Regions from separate parts of the Arabidopsis thaliana genome. Here region 2 is linked to region 1. A link is a contact called in public capture Hi-C data. All regions are on one chromosome and are shown on one strand. The core of a region is the stretch at or near the end of the contact, and the rest is flanking DNA. Distances in the headings are between cores, read along the strand shown. Region 1 holds the start of AT3G60860 (SEC7-like guanine nucleotide exchange family protein). Region 2 holds the start of AT3G61280 (O-glucosyltransferase rumi-like protein (DUF821)).

What was found. Capture Hi-C pulls out chosen DNA fragments and counts their contacts.
Region 2: a contact with region 1 is called in a capture Hi-C map of seedling, with 1.6 times the contacts expected there. The contact joins the promoter of AT3G61280 here to the promoter of AT3G60860 in region 1. A contact is called at or near these places in 1 of 26 Hi-C or Micro-C datasets (root) and 1 of 3 other capture datasets (seedling).

Annotation. Positions count from the first base shown.
Region 1 is chr3:22,482,998-22,485,727 of TAIR10.1, reverse strand. AT3G60860 (SEC7-like guanine nucleotide exchange family protein) reads right to left here and starts at 1,331. Exons shown (of 11, transcript NM_115950.4): 1 at 1-1,331. The coding sequence starts at 924. It overlaps AT3G60850, which reads right to left. Exons shown (of 1, transcript NM_115949.3): 1 at 1,478-2,730. The coding sequence ends at 1,729.
Region 2 is chr3:22,679,578-22,682,307 of TAIR10.1, reverse strand. AT3G61280 (O-glucosyltransferase rumi-like protein (DUF821)) reads right to left here and starts at 1,348. Exons shown (of 6, transcript NM_115992.4): 1 at 987-1,348; 2 at 135-733; 3 at 1-21. The coding sequence starts at 1,163. It overlaps AT3G61270 (O-glucosyltransferase rumi-like protein (DUF821)), which reads right to left. Exons shown (of 6, transcript NM_115991.3): 5 at 2,548-2,730; 6 at 1,799-2,458. The coding sequence ends at 2,096.

The DNA of each region.
Region 1 (2,730 bases), core at 82-2,581:
CTTAGCGTCCAACATGTCCTTATCAGTGGAGTCCAACAAATCCGTAGGATTCGTAGTCTCCACTGTGGTAGTCCCATATGCCCCATCTTGGCCTCCTGACCCTGATCCTGATCCTGATCCTGACATTGTCGGGTTCAACACTCCGTCAATATCTTGCATGATTTTGGTGATGAAACCCTGAACAAACTGCGTCATTGTCCCATCCGCATCTGATTTTTCGAGTGGCTCCATGAGCTCAGCCACTACAATCGGCTGAATTGGAACCGTTGACGAATCCGCCTCCATTCTCCGGAAAACAATCACCAGAATCTGGATCAGCGAAGCCTTGGCAGTCGTCTGATTCACCACGTTTTTGCTTCCCAAGTAAATGTCGTAGCAAGTACGAACAACTAGGAGCAAGCATTTGCCATGGATCCTCAGCGAGATGGAGTTAATGGCAGATAACAGAGTCTTTAACACAGGTAATTCAATGGATTCATCTCCCAAATCATGGCATTTACAAACGGAATCGATCAATTTAAAAAGGAGAAGGGACTCCGCTCCACCGGACGGGTCCGATTCACCACGAATGTAACCATGCGCGATAAGTTTCTGAATGCAGTCAATAGCAGGTTCGATGATCTTGGCGAGGCCAGTGCCACAGGCATTGATCAGAGGGCTGAAGATGAGTTCCGAATCGGCGAGCGAGTACTCGATCGAACCACCGTCGTTAAGTGGACCGGGAACAGAGGATTCAGACTCGGAGTCAGTAGCAGCAGAGGACGAAGGAGGTGGTGATTTCTGCAGCGAATTTAGCCGCTCGATAACAGCTTTGCATTCGTTAGCTAGCTTCGAGTGTTTACGCCACGACGCGTTCTTGACGATCTTCTCTAAAGCTGGTGTTACGACTCGACTCAATCGGGAATCAGCTTCCGAGGAAGCCATTCCCAATTTTCACGGCGAGCTCAGCGACTCACAGATCTAGAACAAATAGACCAACGGGAACGAAACAGTCTCTTCCCGTGAATTGCCTCGGAGCTCTGAGTCCGATCCGAGTTGGGTCAACGAGTCTGACTCAAGCCGCTGCAAAAGGAAATTGCAGGGTACAGAGCAAAGAGGTAGATGAGACGATACTTCAGATCGCGTCGTCGCAGTTTGATTTTTCTGCCATCGAAATGAAAATTCACTATTATATGACCGAAATACCCTTCAGTTGACACTGGACTTCCACAGCAACTTTGTGTAATTGAAGGAAATTCAAACACCAATTGCGACATTTCACATCACTACGTTTCTGAGCTGTTGATCGCCGGGAAATTCGTAGCCTGTTCCCGGTCTGGAGTTACTTTTATTTCCAAGATCATACGTATTTGTATATTTACAATTCAAAAATTCATAAAGTTTATTGAGTCTTGATTAAAAATTAGAAATATTTGGACAAATTTGCTAATGGAGTCTTAAAAACCAAGAGATGATCACTTGGCAATAATCAAAAAGTGAGACACCTTGAAAGCTTTCCGATCTTAGATATATGCATAGAAACAATCTGAGTTTGAATTTACATAACACAAGAAGGAAACAACACCTACAAGAAACACAGCCAAACAAAAAAAATCCCTGAAACCTTGTAATAGAACACATAAAATATACAATCTGGTTCCCATTTATGAGTTGGGGAAGGGTATGCATAACGAGATGTGTGAGATAGAAAGTTAGAAATTGGTTATATCGAAGAACCTTACCATGTTTCTACAAAATCTCCCCATGTCTGCTGAATCCAGTGTCTTCACCGTCCGTGTTTGAATCCAAACCACAAGGAGAGTCATACCATTTCGAGTTTTCTTGATAGAAGCTATCGACTTGTATACCAGCTAAACCTACATCTGTTTCTATACTACCTCCATCGTGGCTCATCGGTTTTGTTAATTTAGAATCTTCGCTATTCAGAATGCTATTCTCATCAAAGTCATTGCACTTTAACCATTTCTCAGGCTTACATGTCTCAGACAAAAGATCCTCCTTTTGATTTGTACAATCTGACGGTGGCGTTATCTGTTCCCAAGGAACAACATCATCAAGGCTCCTCTCAAAACTGTCCTCATCGTCTTCAATAAGTTCTGCATCCTTCCCATCTCCATATAAATGCTCGTGGTGATGGTCACTCCAATGTACTAGATCGTTATCTCCAACAAGTATTTCATCTGAGTGTGATTTCTCTGCAACCAAGCCCGTTGTATCCTGGGCACTCTCAACGCCGATATTTCTGATCTTGTTGAGCATCTCAAACAACTCTGTGGACACTGAACCCAACATCTCTTGTGAAAAATTCCCAATCTTTCCTTCTAGAGTGCCAAGTTCGCTCCTTAGTTCCTGCACCTGATGCAAGACAGTAAACTGCATCTCGGCACGTTCATCCTTCCCAGTCAATCCCATCCCTTCGGTTTCCACGTCTTCGTCCCGCACTCCGTAGACAGTCTCTTGATCCATCAAAAAACCCTTATGACCAACAACCCGATGCATGATTCTCGCATTTCCATCCATAGCCCCCGGCTCATGCCCTGAATGGACAGCGTATAGCTTAAAAACAGCTGTCCCTTCTTCCTGATATACAAAAGTTTTGGTCTTTTCACTGTAGTTAGCAATGGGAACAATAGCTCTAATCCTAAAACCACAACCGCATCTCTTTGACTGATAAGGCTCCCTCTTCAAAATCCTAGACTTCTTAATTGATACAGGCTCTCCAGCTCTGTG
Region 2 (2,730 bases), core at 99-2,598, 200 kb before region 1:
TCCTTTATATTCAGCTCAGGCCTAAAGAAAAGAATAGTCAATGTTTATGTCATTTGTTTGTTAATACGGGCCCATATACGTTCTTGACCAGATTTTAGAGATATTATTGTGATAATGTTGATGAAAAGTCATACCATCCCCAGAAGCTCCAATCAGGGAAAACTATGTCGTATGCATCACGGTGACCACAGTAGTGAAACAACGGCGGAGGAGGCCACGTATCCTTTCGTTTTTTCTTCAAGTCTCTTTTCCAAATGGCGGGTCTATCATGGCAGAGGAAGAGAAGCTCAAGGTCAGGGATTTGACCAGGATACATCCTTAGAAGCTGAAGTATTCCCCAGATTGTGAACACATCTCTTGTCTGAAATGCTTTCTCGTATTGATGAACGTACAATCTCCCTGACTTTATCACTATCCTGAAGTGAGCATTTGGTCTTGCTCTCTCTAGTGTTTCCCTTGTGATCCCTGTCTTTTGCCATACCTTTAAGTCTCGGTGGATCCACTTGAAGTAGTCAGGACATGTCTCCGAGGAAGAGATCGCTGGTTCGAACTTGGTTGGGTAATTTGAAGGACATGTTTGTGTTGTGTTGCTGTTGAGTGATGTGCAGTTTAATGGGATCTTGATGGCGATCTTGGGGATATCTGTAGTTGTTGTTGTTTTTGTGGGAGTGCTTTTTTTGGTGTTTCTTGTGAATATTGATGTCACTTGGAATTTATTCTCACCTAAAACAAACTTTTTAACGACACCACGTAAAATAATTTAAGATCCAACTTCGGAATACAAGTATATAAGTAGCAAAATATGAAATTATTTAAATGGGTTAAAGAGTAGAGAAAACAAACAAACACACACTGGTTACAATATATAATTCTCTTTAACGTGTCGTATGAGATATTGTTATATGTATAATTTATCATCAAGCCAAAAGAAAGAGGTTTATATATAGATATGACTGGTGGATCAAGAGAAAGAGAAAAATATATACCGCATACATCCAAGAGACAGAAGCACTAAGGAGGATGATGAAGAGGACGAAGATGAAGATTTTGGTGGTGAACAATGTCCATATCTTTGCTAGTTTAGAGCTTAAACAAGTTATTGGGGTTTGATGTCTCTGGTGATGATCTTCTGTGAATTGAGCCACTTGTGTGTTCTCTCTCATCGGACAAAACACAACAAGAACACAAGAACTAGAAAGAGATGAAGCAGAGCTCACTTATCATGGATCTCTTTTATGAGGTAGAAAATGGGTTGATTTAAGGGTTTGGAGGTCTAAATTAGTACAATTATATGTTTGATTTTTAAAAAAAAACAATTTTCAGCATGTGTTTTAAAAAGATCATGACTGATATTTAATTAGTGCTGGCTTATTTTATAAAGGCTTTAAGGAGAACCATAGCCAAAGCCTAACTAAGTCAAGTCAACCCACCTACGTATATATATTCCATGTTAATTAATTTATTAATTTTGGGAGAAAATATTCTTACAGTTGTTTCTTTTTGTCAATGAAACAGACTTATGGAGCCCGAGTGATCTCACAAAATTACCAACAATGAAAGAAATTATAAGTTACTTTTGAAAAAAAAAACTTTCTAGTTGAGATGAGATGAATGATTAAGAAATTTCTAAGAAAGAAAAAGAATATTCAATTGGTCAAAAAGATTGGCAGGATATTAGAAAAAAAGGTTTGCCATGATAGGCCAAGTTTAGGACTAGTTCCCACCTTATCTTAATATAACAATAGTGCCCTCCAAATTTCTGTATTTAATTCACTTTGACAACAAAATCACTTCATGCCAAAAATCGTTTAAATTTTTTTCACTTCTTCTTATTTATATACGAGCTAGAATGTAGATGTATTCGAAAGACTTACATATCTCTTCTGATAATCTAATTTAAAAGGATCAATGAGATGAGCATATAACAAGACCATAAACAAAGTATACTTTGAAAAGTATATTCGACAAATGGTTAATGATGATAGAAAAAAAAATCAAGGTTTATAAGTCAAATCAAGAGAGTATTGATCCTCCCACGACTGAACTATTTGGTTGCGGTTGATCTCGTCAACGAAGAAGGAAAAAACAAAACAATTTAAGGTTTGTTGGTAAGATTTTGAAAGTATTGGTTTTCCCACAACTCAACCTGACGAGTTAAATTAGCTTTTCTCTCAAGAACCTCTTTTAAAGCTAGAGGATCATAAGGAGGAAGCATCTCACAAGGAGACTCTTCACTAGGAGATATAATCATTGACTCCGCCTTAAAATCTCTCCACCTTTCCGTCGCGGGACACCCCATACTATCCGGCGTGATCTCCTCTGCATCTAACGGAATCTCCGGCTTAAATTTCAAGAGTGTTGCATACTCTTTGAGTAAATGAAACATATAGTCATACACATACTGCATATTCACCTCCTCTCTTATAAATCTACTTCCTACCTCTCCTATCTCACGAGCCTATACACAACAACAAACACAGGGTTAAATTGATACAAATCAGACGTAAAGATTAAAGATGTAAGAAATCTTTAGTTAGATATATGGACCTTGTCCTCGTGTGTATTGCCCCAATGTACGGCGAATTTGAGAGAAGTACACTTGGAATCGTCTCTGATTGGCCAATAATGTTGTAATGGCATCATTCCTCGTATGTAGAAATCGTAGAATCTTGGTTTTACATATAATGTCATTGAGTCACATGCCATTATGTATTTCTCGCTAACCGACCA